3 separate regions of the Mus musculus genome follow, and all the other regions are linked to region 1. A link is a contact called in public Hi-C data. All regions are on one chromosome and are shown on one strand. The core of a region is the stretch at or near the end of the contact, and the rest is flanking DNA. Distances in the headings are between cores, read along the strand shown. Region 1 overlaps Gm17750 (predicted gene, 17750). Region 2 has its middle 61 kb from the start of Gm41011. Region 3 overlaps Mef2c (myocyte enhancer factor 2C).

Region 1 (2,913 bases), core at 278-2,777:
TACCTCATGTTTAAGAACTTACTGTGAGAATGTATTCAGAGATACAATCATCTGATTCCCCCCCCCCCCTCCCCACACACTTTTTATTTGCCCCAGAAATCAGCCTTGCCCTATTTGGAGAATTCAGAGATGTTATGGACCTTTTAGTGTTTCAACAAAAAGTTGAGGACCGTGAAGTCAGAAATCCTCTCCCCAAATGTTAAGGGCCAGGTTGCCTGCTGCTGTTTCTCTGTGCAGACTCATGGAGACGGGTGCCTCTCAGCCTTTGCTCTGCCCTCTCTTCTGTGATTTCTTTATTTTTTAAATTGGCCCTACCCTTTTCTACTAGATCGCTTGATTTGGCCATACTTCCCTTAGTACATTCTCATTGTTGCTCTCAGAACTTATATGAGGTTTGGACTGGTAGTGTTTTTCCTTATTTTCAAAGCTTTGAGATTCAGATGTGAAGAGCTAAGACAGTTCTCTGGACATGCTCACAGATTCTACCCAAGACCTTAAGCCATGCTTTTACACTTATGGGAAAAGGAAAAAATATGCACAAGCTTCTGATACTAAGGGCACAGCCTGGACATACACCTTGTCCTCTTCTTCTTGGCCTCATCTGCCCTAAAGAATGAATATATTCATCCCTAAGGTTGCTGCTTCAAAGTGACCAGTGAGATGCTAACAGGTCAGCTGGCTGTCCTGTTGGACAGAGGGTCCATAAATCAGAGAAGACTTGGTATGGTTGAAAGAAGAAGGTAGTCCAGCCTGAGGGGAGCCCCCTGTAAATCTCTCCAGGAGCTTTGTTCCTGGTAGGGGTAGGGGTGGGGGTTGGAGTTGGGGTAGTCATGGCTGTAGCTGTTATTAATGCCCTGGCCCTCCTGCAGTGGGTGCTAACTTCTTGTGCATGAGAGCTGCCTCTACCCTTCCCAAACATCGGCTGCTTGGAAAAGTCAAGCAGGGCTGAACTCTGATTTTCATTTAATAGTCAAAACCAAGATGCGTTTGGGCTATGATGATAGGACAGCTCCCTTGAAAAGATTATTTGAACTACAAAGGCATTCATTTAGGGCTAGCGATGTTGCAAAAGGGTCTGCTAGAAATTAGCAGCCTGTCCTGGTATTTGGAGAGCAAGAGTGACAACTTACTGGAAGTTCTCAAGGAATCATTTATATTTCACACTCCACTAGGCAGCTGATTTGAGATTGTCTGTTAGCATAACAAAGGCTCTGAGCCTGTGAACTTCAGAAACCTTTCGACCTCTTAGCTGCTGGCATGAATAGCCCCCAGTCCTGCCTATAGAGATCTCCCAAAGCTCCCCTGTTCGTGGCTAAATTGTTAATCAGGGTAATTTAATATAGTTTTCAATATGCCTCATCTCTTATTGGGAAAGGTATTCACAGCTTCCCTACCCCTGAAAAAAAAAAGTTCTTTTATTCAAGTGTGAGAGGGGCAGCTGCAGACAGACCCCCTTCTCTTTACTTCACCTCCCCCCCATCCCACTCCTTCCCAGCCACAGTTTTCTGAGTAGCAACCACGGGGAAAGGACAGAAAGAGAACTACGTTGACATTCCCTTTGCATGCACTCCACCCTGAACCTGAAGCTCAAGGCTGTTTATGCTGCGAGACAACTAAACAAAAACCGCAAGCACCACAGTCATAACTAAAACCTCAGAGTGATCACACACACACACACACACACACACACACACACCCCACACCCTGTTCTCCACCTCCCTTTTACCACCACCCTTTCCCCTCCCCCTTCATCCCTCAGCTCAGCTGCTCTTCTGGCCCCGACAAAATGCACCAGACCCCAAGGCCTGCTCATTTTCATTTTGTCGGAGGCAAAGGCAGCCTGCTCACTCCTTTGCACAGCGACACTCGTCCTGTCCCCTGCATCTACTCTCAGTGTGGCTCCCTCGCAGCGTCAATTCACATGCACATTAGTTAACTGAAGAGCAGGAGCACAAATATATTCATTTTAATCCAGTTAAGACCTAAGAGGTCTCATAGGATATTATTCAATAGTTTGAAAACCAAGTATAAAACTCAGCTTTTGCTACAGTGTTTCATCTCAGGGAGGCCTACAGTATGCCTTTCTTTTGCTTTCCACCAGTGCGTGCTCAAGAAATAAAATGAATAATGAAACAATTATAAGCAAAGAACCAGCTGCAGGTGGATATTCTGTTAAAATATTGTATTGTTGACTCTGTTAATTACCGTACTTCTCGTACCCATGCTCAAATTCAGAATGAGAATTTTATAAGATGAAAGGAAAAAAATATGAAGTCACAAATTGTGTTTCTTTTTTTTTTTTTAAATCAAAAACAGAACAATATATCTCTTAATCATATAGTTAACCTTTTGTTCCCATGTGAGAATTTTAGGCCATTTCTAAACGGTATTTGTGTATTTCTGAGCTGCTGTAAGTGTAGTTTTCTATGGGGTTGTTGCTCTGTCTTTTTGCCTTGTGTCTTCAGGGACTTCTTGCCTTTGTCAGACTTTGGTGGGTCTGTTTGCCTCTTAGCCTCCTACAGTTGGTCAAAGCCAGCATCTAGATCCCAAAGTATTTTCCTTGATAGCTCTCTAGGTTAAGGTGGTTCCTGATGCGGATGGGAGACTTGCTTAACTTACTTGGCACCCTACTCTAGCATCACCAAAGTGCTAGAAAGCAGGGAGACAAATCTCTCTTTATTGCACCAGGGACGGGTTATTCAAGCCCCCCAAACAGAAAAACAAATCCAGACACACTCTCAGGAATACATACCCACTCAGTAGCCCAGCTTCTTTCCCAATCTCATTTTTCTGGGTATTAAAAAATGGCTATAAAAATGGGCTTCTTAATTAATGTAAACATCTCAACAGTGTCCATAGATAACAAAATAATTGCATGCAGTTAGATTATTATCAACTTTCAAATCTGCATTT
Region 2 (3,230 bases), core at 666-3,165, 350 kb before region 1:
AAGATGACATTCTTAAAAATTCTTTTGGTGCTTGGAATATAGATTAATAAAGCATTATCCTAGCAGAAGCAAGCCCTTACAATACTTAATACTGCTAAACCTTAATAAGAAGAACAATCGTAATCCTGAGTGAACAGGTGTACACCAGGAGCTTTAAAAAACAAGGAAGGATAAGAAAATGTTTCATTCTATGGAAAATAGCTAACTTTTTGCTCAGGACATAAATAGGAAAATCCAAATTTATTGTACCTTGAATTTTGCTAAACTTCCCCCAATTTGTAACTTTCCTTTGTGAAATTTTAGTGTCCAAAACTGAATCCTTTGGGAGAAAATATTTAAGTGGCATCAGTGACTGAATATATTGTCCACCCAGTAGTGTTTATATTTTAATACAAGACTACATCTCAAAATAAAGAAATGAATTTGTTATTATAAAAAATCAGATAAGTATCACCAAGTATTTGGGGAAAATGAGAGTTTCGACAGCATTAATAAAAGCATAGTGTGTGTTATAAAAAAAAAAAAATTCCCACTGAAGTGAAACGTAAGCCAGAGGAGAGCGTCTATGTCTCATCTTTTGTTATAACTCACAAAGAAAGGTTACCACAATACATAGGTGCCCCTATAACCTTCCCAGGAGTTATTTTAAATGAAGAATTTCAAATGAAGAATAAAGTTAGTCACACGTACAAGTGGGTGTTTATTTACTTAGGCTGGAGGGGCACAGAGCAGAGTTTGAGACATATTTAAATAAATCAAAAATTAAGAAAGAGGCTAAAGAGCTCTAACAATCAGACCAGGGCTCTGACTGTTCCTTTCTGTGGTTTTCTACGTGGGGCACTAAAACCTCCACTCTAAAAAGCCAGGATCCTACACACACAGCAGTGAGCACTAACAAAAAACAAAACAAAATCTGCAGTTTCACAACAGCCAGAGAGAGAGAGAGAGATGTGAGGTAACAACTAGGAAGTGGGACATTAATGTTTAGAAACCTTCCTTCTTAAATGAGGTAGGAAGGATTACTTCTGAGAGTCAAATAATGAATGAGAAGAAGAAATGTTTTATAGACAGGGTAAGGAGGTTAAAAAAAAAAAAAAGACTGAGCAGACAAGAGAGGGGAGACGGCATGTTTTTTCTTTTTTTTTTTTTTTTTTATTTAGTAACTATAAAATGAGCACTTCTCTCAAAAATAGTTAGATGAAACCATATAACCCAGAAAGCTAAGAAGTTAAGAACGAGTAGCAGTTGGAAAGGAGAGGCAGAGACAAAGACTGAGGGATAAGAAGGGGAAAGATGGAATGTTTTATATCGGATAATGAAGTAAGAGAAAGGCCAAGGACCCAAATCCATCAGGGAAAAAATGCTAATATGAAGCTTTAACATTAAGCATCATCAGGTAGAAGGAAAGCAAACATCATAACTCATGAAGGTAATAAAAAGTCACACAAAAAGTAGCAATAAAAAGTGAGGAAAAAAGTGGGGGAAACGACGAGACGGACAAAGAAACAACACACCATTTTTATTCAGAAAGCTATGCCCTTAAAGGTCCCCAATTCCATGCTCACTCTCAGTAAAGAACCAGACACACAATTCTTTTCCCAGACACTGAGGATGGCTTTGGCCCCAGACATCGCCCCTGAGCCCCCCTTACAAAAATTCTCTCTGTATGTGACCATCTCCTGGGAAAAACAACTGCCCAGGCCGCAGTTCCTCGGATAGTCCTTCATCAGAACAGTTCTCACAGGCAGGTAGCCTCGCTGGTCATACACAGGGATCCCATATGGCACAATCTGGACCTCGCAGAAGTGAAATCTGCATAAAGTAGGACGAAGCCAGAGCCGCACAAAAGGCGAGACACACATGTAGCGACATTGGCTCCGTGCCCTCTGACCCAGCTCTGTGTCTGTTCCCACACTCCCGACAAGCCCGGGCGAATGTGGCCCAGAGCTTGGAGGTAGCTGCGGTCTGTCACTGGATGAGCACGGAGCCGAAAGGAAGCTCAGAATTAGTCCCCCAATGGTGTGTGGATCAATTGTAAGACAGTGTCTTGTCATCCAAAAAGACAATCTACATGTGGCTGCAATTAACCCAGTTAGCCTGTGTCTAACATTGTCCTACAAAGAAACAGCCATGTAGTGAGATGACCAGAGCAGAATACTGCTTTGAAATTAGCAGATTAATTTAGTTCTCTGTAATCTGGGACTGGAATGAGTTGTGTTAATGGGCGTGTGCATGTGCCTGTGTACTTGTAAGTGGCCTGGGTTGTTTCTTGTTGCTAGTGTTTTCTTTCTTTCTTTTCTATTTTCTTTTTGTTTGTTTTTGTCATCATCATCATTGTAAATACACTTTAATAGAAAGCTACACTTATGTCAGTTTTTCCTGGGGAAAATCAATTAAAAAACAACTGAGAGCCAAGGGTTATAAATAATTATGTATTGCTGTAATCTTACAATTTTGTAAGAGCTATCTCTTAACAGAGGTTATAACCAATACACCCAGGTTACCCAAGTACACACCAAACACTAAGTTTAAGATGTGCAATATAGAAACCAAGCCAAAACTACTTTCCCAACTTGAAAGTGTAGCCTCTCCCCTGTGCCAGTGTTTGTGTGCTGTTGGGTGCTCTTTAAAGGAAATATATATATGCTATGAATTAATTCTCAGTATCATCCAAATCAGAGTTGCCATTATTATAATTCCAAGTCAAAAACATATGTAGAATTATTACTATGGATGTTTATTTCAAAGTGGTCGTTATTTTTTTAAACAGAAATGCTTCTTCAATTTTCCTAGATTTTTACATAATCTTACTACGTATGTTCTCATTTCACTACTCTTTTCTGATATAAAATAAAAAGCATTTCACAATCTTTATTTTGAAAGAGGAAAAGTTTTAAACCTTCTTAGCAAGCTGTTGATGTCCATTGCATGCTTAAGGAGAAAGAAGAGCTACGGGGAAAAATACTGAGTACATCAGGAACAAGGGGAGACAGTCTTCTCTCCTTGTGAGGCATCCTAGGACCTTCAAAAGCTGCATCGAGAATTTTGCAAATAACATGACCTCAGAAGGCTTCCCTCTGAAGGATGTCTGGTATCTTCACACCTGATGCAAAATCTAGGCAAATCACTGCGCTGGACTTCACAGTTACTCTATACACATGACCCTGCGAGCCTAGTAACCACACGATCACTAAAAATAGTCAGAATTTAGCTGGGCGTGGTGGCACACA
Region 3 (3,189 bases), core at 514-3,013, 400 kb after region 1:
ATGTTTATTGTGAATTTGTTTATTCTGTGTATGTGAGTGCAAGTACATGAACACCTATAGTAACCGATCCTCTCCTTCCACCATGTGGATCCCAGCAATCCAAGTCAGGTAGGTTGTCATAGTTATTAAGTGAGGTTTGGTGACAAGCAGCGTTAGCCCTTGAGCCACCTGGATGGTGTGATTATAGGGCTTTTTGATATGGATAATGTCTTTCAGGGGGATGGAATTTAGTGCTATGACAGATGAATTTTGTGAAAAATGAGAAATGAACAATTCCTTTTCTTACTGACAAGAAGTAGGTCAGTATAATATTGTGACTACGTATGTAAACTCCTGTGGATAGTATTACGAACTTGGTGGCAATTTCCAGAAAATAAAAAGTTATTGCAGCCAGAATCTACTTACATAATTAGCACTGGAGGGAAAGTTTAAATGTCTTAAAAAGAGAAACTCATTGTATAAAATGTAAAATGTAAAATATGTTAAAAGCCTTGATACATCTTCAATGTCAACACTCTTTCAAGAAAGCACAACCATGATGCCATGTGGATTTGCTTCATTGCACACACAGAAGGCTAGGTTTTCCATGGCAGTGAGTAGTCAATGGGGTGGCCGTGGCAAGTGCTGACTGCTGAATGGTATCTCAGAACTCTGGTCTATGTTCTGTCCATACCAAATGATGTTCAGTGGGAGAGGGGAGACAAAGGGGCAAGAACAGCGAGTTGTAGTAATGATTAGTGATGCTTGTTTGCATCACTACCTCCCTAGGCATACAGATACAAGACTAGTTAGTTAATTGGTAACTAAAGTGGCTTAGTAGAAAACTGAAAGTGGGGAGAGCACGTAGGATGTTGGTAAAATATGATAATTTATCTTGAAGTAGTTATATTCCATTTTCTTTTGAGGATTAGCTGAGTTCTGGAATTATTAGTTCAAATTAAAGTGAGGTGTCTGGTATCACTCTTATATGAAGGGGTGCAAATTGTAGATTCAGGGCATTTCTGAAAACCGCTCTATAGATAAACGACAGAAGTCATCTATGACAAAGATATACCTCAAAGCAACCACAAGGGGGCAGAAAGATACATACTTTGACCAGAAAACAACAAAAGTTATTTTTATGCCCAATATTCAGTAATTAGTACTGCATGTGCTAATTAGTATTTGTGCATATATTTTAACACAATGGCTATAACTAGACAACCTATGCTATTATATATGTTACACACATTTAACGCCCGAATAGAAATTCAACACTTGATTCTATGTACAGTAGACTCATATTAGAGGAAATCATGTAGTTTGTACTAAATGAGAACCTCAGCTCAAAAATGTAAAAAAAAAAAAAAAAAAAAAAAAAAAAAAAAAAAAACTATAAATACTTTCAATTTCCCATAAAAACTTCAGAAACCTCACCCAAACCTCCACTACTGACAGAAGGAGGAGGAAACAGACCCTAGAGTATTAAGGAAAGGCTATATATAAAGAATGTGCCTAACTGTTAGCACTCGCCCTTCACCAACAAACACGGGAAGGAATATTTAAGCTACTTGAAATATGTGATCAGAAAGTGGCTTTCCCAGCAATCAAATGTTATGCCCTTTAATGGACATGAAAGCGCATTGTTGAAGACAGACTTCTATCATGTAAAAGATACAGTCTCTGATTATGAAATAAAGACATAACTATTGCTTACCCCAACTGACTGAGGGCAGATGGCGGCATGTTATGTAGGTGCTGCTGCTGCCAGCCAGTTACAGAGCCGAGGTGGAGCGCACTGGCAGTGTTGAAGCCAGACAGAGATGACAGATCTGCGCTACTCAGAGAGTACTCTAGATGGGAGCGAAGGAGCGGCAAGGAGAGAGAGAGAGAGAGAGACAATTAGACTGTCAAATGGTAAGCAAAATCACACAGTTTCAACCTCTAAAACATACTTTGAATCAAAGTTTTTTGATTTAGGAAAAGAAGAAAATAAAACACCACGGATAATTTGAATTTAAAAAGAAAAAAAAAATATTATCCATCTGAGTAAGGATGTCACACTAGATCCACAGTAATAGATCCTGAAATGTTAGCACATTATACTAGCTTTGTTTAAAAGTGTAAAGGATCTATATATTTTATGATCTAGAAATAGGTTTTACATTAAAAATCTTCAAGAAAGTGAGTGTTCTACTACATTAAAGAGACAGTAGCTCAGTTTCTTTGAAATATTGAATTCGATTTGAGTAAATAAAACTTCCCATCACTTAAAAAGGAGCACTGTAGATCACTGAGTAAGACAGAGGTGCTTGTACCATGCATTCTGGACACAGGCCCCACACGAGCTCCCAACAGGGCAAAGAAAATAACTTTTAAAATATGCTTTTTAAAGTGTTTACTGTAATATTTGCACATAGCAAAGCTACTCACCAGTACCATATGTTGTTGAAATGGCTGATGGATATCCTCCCATTCCTTGTCCTGGTAAAGTAGGAGTTGCTACGGAAACCACCGGGGTAGCCAATGACTGAGCCGACTGGGAGTTATTTATCCTTTGATTCTTTTAAAGTAAATAAAAAGACATTATTGGTGGCAGATTTTAAAAAGTTAAAAATATTAGGTCTCACTATTAGTTTTTCACATAAAGAAATAAGTTGGTACAAAGCTCATGAAATTAATCATTTAACATGTGTCTCTATGAACTCTGCCAACCCTATCATTTACAATCCTTCAAGAGACCAGCTGTTGCCATAGTAACCCATTACATCAGTATCTCCTAGGCAACTGAACTAGTAACAAGTACCATAGCTTTATTATGGGTAAAAACAGACTACGTTGAGAACTGATGAAATATGTATACTGTACTGCTATTGTTTCAGTTTTATTCAAATGCAAATTAAAAAATTAAAATCAACCATAGTGGGTTTTGTGATCAGTTCTATGTACAGCAGAGCTGATAGATATGATTCAGGCTATGTTATGGCCAGCAGGTGGCGCTATGACCACTTTCTTCTGCTTCGACTTCCTTGCAAAAGGATGGCAAAGTAGCTAATGCCAGTATTTAACTCCTAATAGCCAGGAGGTAAAGGATGCTTACGCTCAAAATCCTGGTATTTTAAATTTTGAAAGAATAAGTGTCTTACTATTTAATAGCTAAAGATGCATTTTTGTGTTTCTATTTTAGAGTAAGTTCAGTCTTAATATTTA

Evidence for each region. Hi-C and Micro-C count contacts between places; a contact is called where the count stands out from the background.
Region 2: a Hi-C map of cerebellum shows a contact between it and region 1, with 4 times the contacts expected there. The contact joins two enhancer-like sites. A contact is called at or near these places in 2 of 39 promoter capture datasets (hippocampal neurons and liver), 4 of 484 Hi-C or Micro-C datasets (cerebellar granule neurons and cerebellum) and 2 of 115 datasets of contacts at active chromatin or transcription factors (embryonic hindbrain and neural tube).
Region 3: a Hi-C map of cortical neurons shows a contact between it and region 1, with 5 times the contacts expected there. The contact joins two enhancer-like sites. A contact is called at or near these places in 1 of 39 promoter capture datasets (hippocampal neurons), 10 of 484 Hi-C or Micro-C datasets (cerebellar granule neurons, cerebellum, cerebral cortex and 4 more), 3 of 115 datasets of contacts at active chromatin or transcription factors (astrocytes, embryonic forebrain and forebrain) and 1 of 9 other capture datasets (embryonic stem cells).

What each region holds. Positions count from the first base shown.
Region 1 is chr13:84,058,090-84,061,002 of GRCm38.p6, reverse strand. All of the region lies in intron 1 of Gm17750 (predicted gene, 17750), which reads left to right. Among named protein-coding and RNA genes, the nearest start is that of Gm17750, 5.2 kb to the left of the region's middle. RefSeq lists an enhancer at 1-2,772. Within about 2 kb of position 1,527, at least 74 of the 459 cell types and tissues checked have an H3K27ac peak or open chromatin away from gene starts, as enhancers often do. A contact at or near this core is called in cerebellar granule neurons, cerebellum, cerebral cortex and 5 more, where this site is marked.
Region 2 is chr13:84,403,401-84,406,630 of GRCm38.p6, reverse strand. No RefSeq gene overlaps it. Among named protein-coding and RNA genes, the nearest start is that of Gm41011, 61 kb to the right of the region's middle. Within about 2 kb of position 1,915, at least 23 of the 459 cell types and tissues checked have an H3K27ac peak or open chromatin away from gene starts, as enhancers often do. A contact at or near this core is called in cerebellar granule neurons, cerebellum and neural tube, where this site is marked.
Region 3 is chr13:83,654,860-83,658,048 of GRCm38.p6, reverse strand. Mef2c (myocyte enhancer factor 2C) reads right to left here. Exons shown (of 11, transcript NM_001347575.1): 9 at 2,413-2,542; 10 at 1,697-1,832. Gm52044 (a long non-coding RNA gene) reads left to right here. Exons shown (of 3, transcript XR_003950630.1): 3 at 1-3,189. Among named protein-coding and RNA genes, the nearest start is that of Gm52044, 5.9 kb to the left of the region's middle. Within about 2 kb of position 1,763, at least 37 of the 459 cell types and tissues checked have an H3K27ac peak or open chromatin away from gene starts, as enhancers often do. A contact at or near this core is called in cerebral cortex, cortical neurons, forebrain and 2 more, where this site is marked.